Regions from separate parts of the Gossypium hirsutum genome. Here region 1 is linked to region 2. Evidence: chromatin contacts called from public Hi-C data. All regions are on one chromosome and are shown on one strand. The core of a region is the stretch at or near the end of the contact, and the rest is flanking DNA. Distances in the headings are between cores, read along the strand shown. Region 1 holds the start of LOC107945887. Region 2 holds the start of LOC107945894 (rho GTPase-activating protein 5).

Evidence for each region. Hi-C and Micro-C count contacts between places; a contact is called where the count stands out from the background.
Region 1: a contact with region 2 is called in a Hi-C map of leaf, with 2.0 times the contacts expected there. The contact joins the promoter of LOC107945887 here to the promoter of LOC107945894 in region 2. A contact is called at or near these places in 2 of 34 Hi-C or Micro-C datasets (both in leaf).

Annotation. Positions count from the first base shown.
Region 1 is chrD12:41,774,921-41,780,218 of Gossypium_hirsutum_v2.1, forward strand. It overlaps LOC107945887, which reads right to left and starts at 2,257. Exons shown (of 1, transcript XM_016880040.2): 1 at 973-2,257. The coding sequence starts at 2,184. The coding sequence ends at 1,078. It overlaps LOC107945888 (GRF1-interacting factor 3), which reads right to left and starts at 5,149. Exons shown (of 5, transcript XM_016880041.2): 1 at 4,927-5,149; 2 at 4,699-4,818; 3 at 3,812-3,888; 4 at 3,152-3,239; 5 at 2,391-3,074. The coding sequence starts at 4,776. The coding sequence ends at 2,664.
Region 2 is chrD12:41,606,416-41,611,889 of Gossypium_hirsutum_v2.1, forward strand. LOC107945894 (rho GTPase-activating protein 5) reads left to right here and starts at 4,110. Exons shown (of 5, transcript XM_016880044.2): 1 at 4,110-4,800; 2 at 4,893-5,010; 3 at 5,075-5,194; 4 at 5,296-5,474. The coding sequence starts at 4,397.

The DNA of each region.
Region 1 (5,298 bases), core at 1,007-3,506, 170 kb after region 2:
GAAAATACTCCCAAATATATTAGGCTCAAAATCGTTTGTTGCAGACTCATTTCCCCCTATTTATACTTGGAACAACCATCCAAGAATAGAAAAAATCATATTTAAAGCAACAAACTAGTATATGCATGAATCCAACCATACAACGAATCTAGAAGGAGATAAATGGTTGCATACAACGAATATGACTTAACCAACAATATAAGCATCTAAAAGCGACTAAATGACATTGATAAGAGATAAATATATACCATAGATGATCTGAGCAAAGTTGGCGAATTTAAAAACTAAATAGCCATTTCAATTTGCCTTTATAACATGAAATAAGCCTTGATCTTTATTTGGTCCAATATTGGACTTTGGTTTTCATAATAAGCCCATATCCCTTGGATTAGCCCATTAAATGCTTCTCTGAATCGTCTACCCATTTGGAACATGCAATGGATCTTGAAGTGTTGCTCCTTTATTCTCATCACCGTATTTATTTCATCCAAACTTGAGTATCATCTTCAATCACAATTTATATTCTTTTTTTTTTTTTTGCAGTTATTCATGTTGACTTAGCAAGCTTGAGAGAACATTTATTCTGTTGGCACTTATCAACTTATGGGAGAAATCGAGAATCTTATCATACGTTTTAGTTCATTCATGCTTCATTTTACCAACTTATATTACAATGAAACTGTATCAACCAAGCATTTAAATATTATGTTTTAATTAAATAAGATAATATTCCATCTCGTAATTTTATAATATCATAATTCCTTGAATCATATAATCTTATTATAAGACACTATTAATTCTTTTAAGCTCAAAATATAGATTTGAGAAATTTATTGCAAGTTCCGATAACTTGGATATCTTTCGCCAATGACCATCGACCCATATAAAAAGTCAAATTAATATCAATACCAAAACTTATTCGACTTCACCGCCTTCCTAAACTGTTTGATTTAGTGTATACAAATTTATGGATAATTTAAAAATTATTTTTTTTATTCTTATGAAGGCCAAGGTAAATCCCATTATTACACAATCAACCCCAAAGTTTTCCCATTCATTTTTACATGGATAAAAATATCAAAAATTTCTTACTAAAGCAGTATCAATGACCCAATGTTGACCATCGGTTCGGATGTTGAGATGATTGATTTGAGCAAGCAAATTGACTGCCCTTCTTACCCCATGGTTATCCGCGGCGGTAAAATAATCATGCCCAAAAATTACCCCACCGGGTTTCAAGATCCGATACGCTCCGTTTATATCTCCCCAAGCGGATATGAAATCATGACCCGCATCGATTTCTAATAGATCCGCCATTATTCCCCATTCACATAGCTTCTCTAGACCCGATCTTGTCGAAAACGGTACGGGTAAAACCGACCCGGTTGCGTTGAAATAAACCACATTTTGCATGAACTGTTGAAGCAATAAAACGTCGCCGTTTATGTCGTTAATGTCTTTGAACCGGTCTCTGAAACCCGGCCATCCACGGAAATCGTCGAGGCAGAGTATCTGTGTTTGGAGTCCGAGTTTCCGAGTCACGTTCACCATGTGAAGAGCCGACGCGCCTAAGAAAGTTCCCACTTCGACGATGAGTTTGGGTTTGACTCGTTTTATTAAGTGCTCGAAAACGTCACCGTTAGATCCCCAACCTCTGATTCTTTTTGGTTTTAGGATGTAACGGAGGTGGGGTGGTGGGAAATCGGTGTAAGGGGAGGAACCTTTGAAGACTCGTTGAAGAATCGTTGGGAAGACGAGATGGGGTGGGAGAGGTGAGTTGGAACAGTGAGCGGCGACTCGGAAGTTGTCGAGTTGGGTTGGTAAGCTAGCGAGTTGAAAAACAGAAGGCGGCGGAGGAAGTGGTGGTGGTGGTGGAGGAGAGGAGTGAGACAGGTAACCCAAGGTGTAACTGAGCAAGACAATGATGACATACACGGTGGTATGAGTGAAGAGCTTGGTGGTTATAAAAAACTTGTTTCTTTGGTGGTTATAGAGGTGAACAGGGCGTTGTTGGTCTTCTCTCATGGCGGTTTCTGGTTTTTGCTTTTTCTTGCTCAGGTCTTCTAAAATCAAAACACAGAACAAGAAGGTTAAAGAAAAGGCCTTTCCTTTTCCAACATTGGTTCCGTGCCAAATGTTTGAGAGTGATTTTTGTACTTCATTTTCACCATTGAAAGCTGACATCTAAAGAATATGTTAAAGAATTTTCAAGTTGATTTTGTTTTATTCTTTGTACTTTGATTCTAATCTTAATTGTTAAGAGACATAGCATCTATAGATGAGATAAGCCAACAGATTTTTAGCTTCTTCAACATGAAAGGTTCCACTTTGACAACCATGACCTGGATTTACAAAGTAATTTACAAAAGCAAAACCAGGAAAAAGCAATGTAATTTTCAACTGGATCACAATTTAGATACAAGCTGCAAACTTTTATAGGTTACTACAAAATGACAGCCTCAGAGGTAGTGACCACATGCTCTTATATACCACCTCCTTTTACAACAAAACCATCGTTGTCTTAACAACCTGTTGTTTAATTCATTGGCATGCCAACAACCTCTCAACAAGAGTTAAACTACCTAAACTGCTACATTAAAGAGCAAGTTGAAGATTTTAATTCTACAACAGTCTATGAGATGACCGCCAGAGGAATACAAATCCTATTGTAAAAGAAGCCTACCATCACAGTCACTTTTTCCCTCCTCGGCTCTGTCGCCGGTTGTGTTACCCTGTCCATTGACACCGGTTTCAGGGTTTTGCTTGTTTCCAGCACGTCCATCACTTGGGCCTGAAGATTGAGGGGGGCCAGCACTGCTGCCACCTCCAAGACTGGCCTCGGAATGCATGGGATGCATGCCATTGTTGGGTCCTCCAGGCCTGATTCCCATTTGACCTTGCATTGCTTGTTGATGCTGTTGGTGCAGGAGGTGCTGAGGGTCTTGCATTTGATGTGGGTTATTGAATTGCAATGGCACCTTTTGAGAGTACATGCCCAGTTGTTGTGCCATCGCAGCAGCCTGAGGATGTTGCATAAAATATCCTCCGGTTGGAATTGCAGGATGTGGTGCCATCTATGATGATGGAAAATGTGTCAGGAAGCGGTGTAGCAGCGGATAGATTAGAAGAAAGAAGTTATCTTAACACTCACCTGAGGAGGCATTGTTGGCATCGATTGCGGTTGAGCATCCGCAATAGCAGCTAAATACATCAAATTTTTTTGCAGCTGAGCTTGATACCTACATCATCAAAATCTTGTATAGGTACACTGCCTAGATATTGCACATGTAAGCATATATGCATGTGCGAATGATGTATACGAAGAAAAACCGAATCCTTGATAGCACATTTGCAGAAAAACCAAGCTAATGTATCCAGATGATAAATAATATAGTGATCATTCATTAGCGCTATAAATGCTATTGATGCAAGATAAATGGCAACAAGAACCAAATCGGGTTTGGTTGGAGTGGAGATTTTACCGTCCGTATATGCATCACAAGGCTCAGACATATCCGCAGAACACTCATCCCAGTTTGGATCTAGGTAACTCTCGATTCGAGTCCCACTTTCAACTAAAAACACACACAATTATCTAGGAAGGAAGAATTTACAACTAATTGATGGTAACATTAAATACTTCAATTTGAAGTACGTGAACCATAATACATCCTACGGCATCTAGCACTTTCAACAAGCCACTTCCAACTTAAAGCAAACATATATAATAAACCTCAAACATTAACTTAAAGATGCTGCATGCCCCACTAAGGTAGATAAAAGAAGAAACTGAAATTTATAAATCACTTACTGCGCACATTCAGCAAGTTTTCCAAGATTCTGATTGTCCAAAATTGCCAAAATCAACTTCTTATTCTCATCAAGGTACTGGTAAGAATGAAAATTAAAACACAAGAACTTAATATACTCCATTTTTAAGCATTAAGTGAAAGATATTGTGAATACACAACAAATAGCGAAAACAGACAAAAACAACAGAAACAGTAAAGCCATACATTACACCATATATGGTTTTTCTAGAGTTTAGGCACAACAGAAAAAAGGACCGAACCAAGGAAAGGATAGCCCTTTCAATAGGAAGTTGCTGAATAAAAAGAATAGCTGGATTTCAAGTATGCCTTTGAGCAGATCTATCGGTTTTTGTTTTCAAATCATTGAGTTCAAACAAATATTTCATTGCATTAAAGAATCAAAACACTGAGAATCAAATCGAAAAGGGCAAAAACACTTTTCATTCTCCCCCAAAACATCAAGCATAACTGTTTGTTACACCATACGCAACTCACCATTCAAGTTGGTCCAACTATATCGCTCCGCATTACCAATAACTTCCATTCATTTCTCTATTTCACTCGTCAATTTTACTGCACCTTTTCAAAATGAATACCATCCACCATTCTATCCAAAATAACTACCATTAAAAGCACAATCAACTCTTCCATGTCATAAACGTTATGTTCATAAAATCCAACAAAAGGGCTTCATTTGTTTTTCTTTTGGAACAGATAAAAAAAGGGTTTCTTCTATCTCATACATAACTAAAGATTACCCAAAAAAATTACAAGTTCGAGATCAACATCTCCTTCCTCAACAACCCCATAACTATAACATACTAACATTAAACACAATACATGGACAATAACGAAAAACAAAAAAAAATTATATAAATATACACACCTTCTGAATCTGTTCAGTAGTAATATTAGTAGGTGAATATGAAGGCATGACAGGAATCATTTGGGGTGGCTGCGGCATCTTCGTGTGAACTTTTACTTTACTCCAAAAGAAACCCTAAACCTAATCACCATGAAAAAAAATTCCCCAAAAAAACATCTCAATCAAATATAGATAAATATTAAACAAAAAAATGGAAATAAAAAAAAGGGTATGTACTATTTTTTTTACCTTGTTTGAGCAGATGAGTGTGGAGGATGTCCTCTGTTTTTTTTTTTTTTCAAATTAATTTAATTCTTGAAATAGGGTTTTTACTTAATGACGATGGTTGAGGAATTTAAGACGTGATATATAAATATCATAAAGGTAAAATGGATAAAGCCGAAGAAAAAGAAGCTAGATATGGTCCATGTCCTGTTGTGTTCTGTTTGTTGAAAGACAAAACTCACCCGAATAATGATTTTTTTTTCGATTTAATTTGTATATAATATTAATTTAAGGGTTAATTACACCAAAATTATTAAATTATTAGTAAATTTACATTTTGGTTATTCAACTTCAAAAATTTACAAAACGGTCATTGAACTATTCAAAAGTTTTTAT
Region 2 (5,474 bases), core at 2,860-5,359:
ACTAAGCCCTTCCTTTGATTCCAATTTTAGAATTAAATAACAATTTAAATTTAAAATCAAAATAAATAAAAAAATTCATGGCAATTAGAAAACCTTTGGAACCCAAATCGAAATTGAAGACACACTATAGGACTATGAGAATGCTAGAAGATTTATTACTCAAAATTACAAGTTATATAGAGACGATGATGGGTGGCTTAGCCAAAGCCCCTCAAATTCTACTATCAACATCAGTTCAATTCCACGGTTTATAACATGTCTCTAGAAAGATTTAAGACTACCTTAGTCTACTCTATACAAGATTATAGAGCTTCCGGAATATTTTAGTTTTATTCTATAAAGTTTACTTCTTCAAATGACCTTTTGGACTCTTCAAGTGTTTATCTGGCATCTTAGAAATTTTCCGCACTTTTTGGAAACCTTTGGTGTTTCTCTCTTCCTTCGTGTACGTTCTAGTTTGTCGCATGTGAGGGGGCCTATTTGAGCCCCTAGTGGCCACCGTTCGCACCCTTGGTGGGCTTCTCCACCACGATACTTTAACTTTTAGGGAATAATTTACATTAGGTTGATCCTAAAAATTAAAGTTTTTAGGCATCAATAAAAGTTTGTCACATCATCAAATTTTGAAGACCTGAAGTTGTTATTATGCACTCATCTATGGAGAAATTATTTTATAGATCATTTTCACCATATTATTCATGGTCCCTTTTCAATTATTTAATAACATTTTAACAATTTTTTACATATCCCTTTTCATCCTAAATCCCAAACTTCAAATCCTAAATCTTGAATCTAAATTTCTAATCCTAAATCTAAAACATAAAACCTTAAACCTTAAACTCAAATCCTAAACGCTTAAACCATGAACCCCGAACTCATAAATCGTAACCTTGAACCCTTAAACCTTGAACACGAACCCTAAACCTAAACCATGAATCCAAAACTCAAACTCGAACCCTCAACTTTAAATCTTGAACCAAAACCCTAAACCTTGAGGTTCGGGGTTCAAAGTTTTAGGTTTAGGTTCGAGTTTAAAGTTCAGGGTTTTAGGTTGAAGGTAAAATAATTACCAAAATTATGTGTCAATAACAAGAGAAAAATAGCAAAAGAAAATTACTATTTTTTTTGTTAAATTTGTAAAAGAAGAAAAGATGTTTGTTTATAATTTAAAAAAGTAATTATATTAAGTAATTTAATTAAAGTTAAATTAAGTTGGAGAAGATATTAGATATTAGATATTTTTATTTTTTAAAAAAGAATTAATAATTAAATTTAAATATTTTTTAACAATTTTTTAAGTTTAGCGTTTCAAAATTTTAGTATTTAACCTAACCTATCAAAACAAAACTCCTGATTCCCTCCATATATTCTTAAATATTTTAAAAGCACCCTAATATTACTCTTTGGTTTGTTTATGTGTAAGTATATAGACCTACAATCCATAATGGGTCTTTGCTTGGGCCTCAACCATTTTTGCATGAAATTATGGACATATGCATGATATCTAAACGCTTCCATTTAGTCAATGTTGAGTTGTTGAGGGCGTTAACATCACTGCCAACATATGTATCTTTACTCCATTTTCATACACATATAAATCCCTGCATGTTTGCTGGTAAACCCTTCTTTGCATCTCTAAAGCATGTAGTAGTATCAATGAGGTCCTGAATACAATGACAAAGGTTGAGGTTTTGGGTTTTTTAGTATCAAATTTTAAGTCTCAACAACATGCACAATTATTATGTGTGGGTCTTTAATCTCACCATGTGTTGATGTCATATGTAGATTTTAGTTTAGTAAGTCAATTTTAGTCTAAATTATTATGATTCTTAGCTGCTCGTGTTTGTTTTTATACTTATAAGCTTTTAAAAAAATAAAGCAATACAATAATCTACATCCCTTACTCAATATAGTTTTTAATTAGTCTAATCGCGAATTTCATCCTTATATTTTATGAAAACTTAAAAATAAGTAATTCAACAAAAAATCATCAAAATTTGATGTTTATACTTTATCAAATTTGAGGAGTGAAATCGTGCTGTTAGTAAGTACATGAACTTAAACCCTTAATTTTTTCATTAATAATTTTGCATATAAATTATTGAACTCTTAATTTTTGTTAATTATAGGTGTTGAGGGGAAATCAACTCTTCAAAGAAGTTTTATCTTCAAAGTGTAATTATCTGGACAATCAATCTAGGCTTTAACAATCAAATGTATTATCCCTGTATCGAGGTCTTATCTTTAGTATCTATGGAGAGCTATGTACAATTCATAAAAAGAAAATACTTCGATTAGTGAAGATTAATACTTGTAAAACTTAAGATAAATATTAATATTGAGCGTGTGGATAATTATATGTTATATATAAGGTGAAGGTAGGTATCTCTATAAATTTTGGTTGACATAAAGTAAACTAGACTTCCGAGATGATTCAATATGGTTTTTAACTCAACAAGATGTACATCAGCATCCAAGAAAAACAGGACCAAACACCAAGAACTGAATTGCTCAACAAACATAAACAAGTTCAATAACTTTTCTTGATTTGATCACCAAAATCAAAGCTTCGGGGACTTAAAACAAAAGTCAGAACATTTAGAACCCCCAGCAAATGTGTCTATACCTGTGCATGCAAATTGCAAATTGCAAACTGCAATGCAACAGTAGACATGTGAAGTGTAAAAAGCATTCCACTTTCCAGTTCAGACAAGATTAGGGATATGGGACCAGGAACCGTCGGATCAACACCAGGCGGTGGGACTATATCTGCATGGTAGGTGTTCATTGTTCACGTGTCTCGTCGTATTTGCCGCTGCATGGTCATGGTGTATTTAATTAACTGGTAGCTACCCTTTCCATGTCTGCCTTTTACCTCCCTTGCTTTCACAAAACTTAGTTCTTAAAAGCACAAAACTCTTTACCATGTCTATCTGTACAGAACTATTTAACAGGCTTTTCCATCCACTTTTATATTAAAAGATTGGTAAAAGTGCTATAGAATTCCATCTATTAGTTGTTAGATTACATTTTGTGTCCCCATATTTAAAAAAATAGCAAATTAGTCCCTGTATATTAAATTAAAAAGTAAACTGGTCATTTCTATTAAAATTTCATCTATTTCTACTGTTAACAATTGACATGGCTGACGGAATATAACCAGACAATTACAAGTGACATGCCTAATGTACCTCATTCTAATGTATAGGGAACAAATTTTAACATTAGAAATAGATGAAATTTTTAACAGAATGATCCATTTGCTTTTTAATCTAACGTATAAGAGTTAATTTGCTATTTTTTTTAATAAAAGAGACAAAATGCATCTGACTTCTAGTATAAGGGCCTCCATGGCACTTTTACCTAACATATTTTGTTTGATCAAAGCTAGATACTTTTTAAGTAAAGTATTAAATTTAAGTTTTATGAATGGAGAAAATAGCATTAGAACAAATTTGGTCCCTGAATCCAATTTGATTTAACCTTGATTTCAATCGAGGTTTTATGTAACTATGGGACATTGAAGGTGTCATATAAAAGAAAGGTTAAATTTTGCTATCACTCCCTTTATTTTACAAAAGTTGTGGATTTAGTCCTTATGCTTTTTAAATTGGTCAATTTTAGTCTTTTTACTTTTAAAATTTTAAAATTTTAGTCATCACCCATATAATAACAGTTAAATCTATTTGGTTAAATTCAATTACTAGTCTAGCACTATGCGTACAGTTATAGATTAGTCTATATTCTCCAATTGTATAATTCTAAGTCTCTATACTTTTCGAAATTTGCCATTTCAATCTTGATACAAATGACTGTCATTAATCCATTAATTGGATTTTTAGTGAATAATGTGGAAATAACAAGTTGACATAGTATTACACATATGATAATATATTTGTCGCATCAAATTTTGAAAATAACAGAACGTAACATAATGGATTTAATAATTATTCTTTTGGTGAGGACTGAAACTTTAAAATTTAAAAAGTATAAGGACTAAATTCACAAGTTTTGTAAAGTTCAGAGACTAATAACATAATTTAGCCTAAAGAAAAGATGTTTAATGGGACCTTATGTGTATATATTACAAAAAAAGGCTATTTTTTTTCAAATATATTTTTTTAGTGATACTCTTGAAACTGTCTTTCTGCAATGACAGCTTATTAGTAGGGTAGAAAGCACCCATAAAAGCTTCAGATTTGAGACAAAAAAGAAACCTTGCCATGTGCCCATGTGACTGTACTGTGGGCGACAAGAAGTGTATATATATGTATATATATGTACACTCTAATTTAAGTTGAATTTTAATGCATTTTTATAATTAATAAGAGCTGTTATTTTCATTTTCTCATATATAATACATATTTTAACTTAAGATTTCGGATGAGGGAGAACGATGGCTGGGTTGTTTCGATCCAAATCTTGTGGACTGCTCGGACTCAGTGAGTTCTTTCACCAAACCAAGACCAATGACGACCATGAAGAAGAAGAAGATTTTGCAGAAGATGGGATGAACCCTATTGCTACGACGCCATTGATAAGCTCGAAATCGAGGTTTGGTTGTAGTCATGGAGGACGACGAGACAACAACCAATTCCCGTTTATGGATATATTAGCAGCGTTGTTAAGGAAGTCATTAGTCACTTGCAGTGTGGACACCGACGACATATCTTCCCTGGATATTAGCTTACCAACTGATGTCAAGCATGTCTCTCATGTTACTTTCGACTGCTTTAATGGCTTCCTCGGCTTACCTACTGAACTCCAACCTGATGTTCCCTCAAAGGTTCCTAGTGCCAGGTTTGTTTCTTCTTAGCCTTGGATCCATGAAAGTTCTGGTTACGGATTCTAAGAACTCAATTGATCTGTTTCTGTCTATTGCATGTTTACAGTGCAAGTGTTTTTGGGGTTTCTCCTAAGTCAATGCAGTGTTCTTATGATGGTAAAGGGAATAGTTTGCCAACAATTCTTCTTATGATGCAGAGTCGTTTTTATGATGGAGGTCTTAAGGTAAGAGTCTTAGCCTATGTTGGTTTAATGACTAAATTGTGTTTTAATTGTGTTTCATTTGAAGGCAGAAGGAATATTTCGGATTAATGCCGAAAATAGTCAAGAAGAGTATGTTCGAGAAAAGTTAAACAAAGGTGTCGTACCGCACGGAATCGATGTCCATTGTTTAGCTGGTTTGATAAAGGTACAGATATATATAAGCATGTCTGGTTTTAGACCTTGGTGATGGTTGAATTTGTGCCTTGCGATTCACGGCATATCTGGTTTCTGATTAATGTTTCGTAGGCATGGTTTAGAGAACTTCCTAGTGGAGTGCTCGATTGCCTTACACCGGAGCAGGTGATGCATTGCAACACGGAAGACGATTGCGTTGAGCTTGTGAAGTTGCTCCCTTCAACAGAAGCTGCTTTACTTGATTGGGCTATCAATTTGATGGCAGATGTTGTGGAGTATGAACAATACAA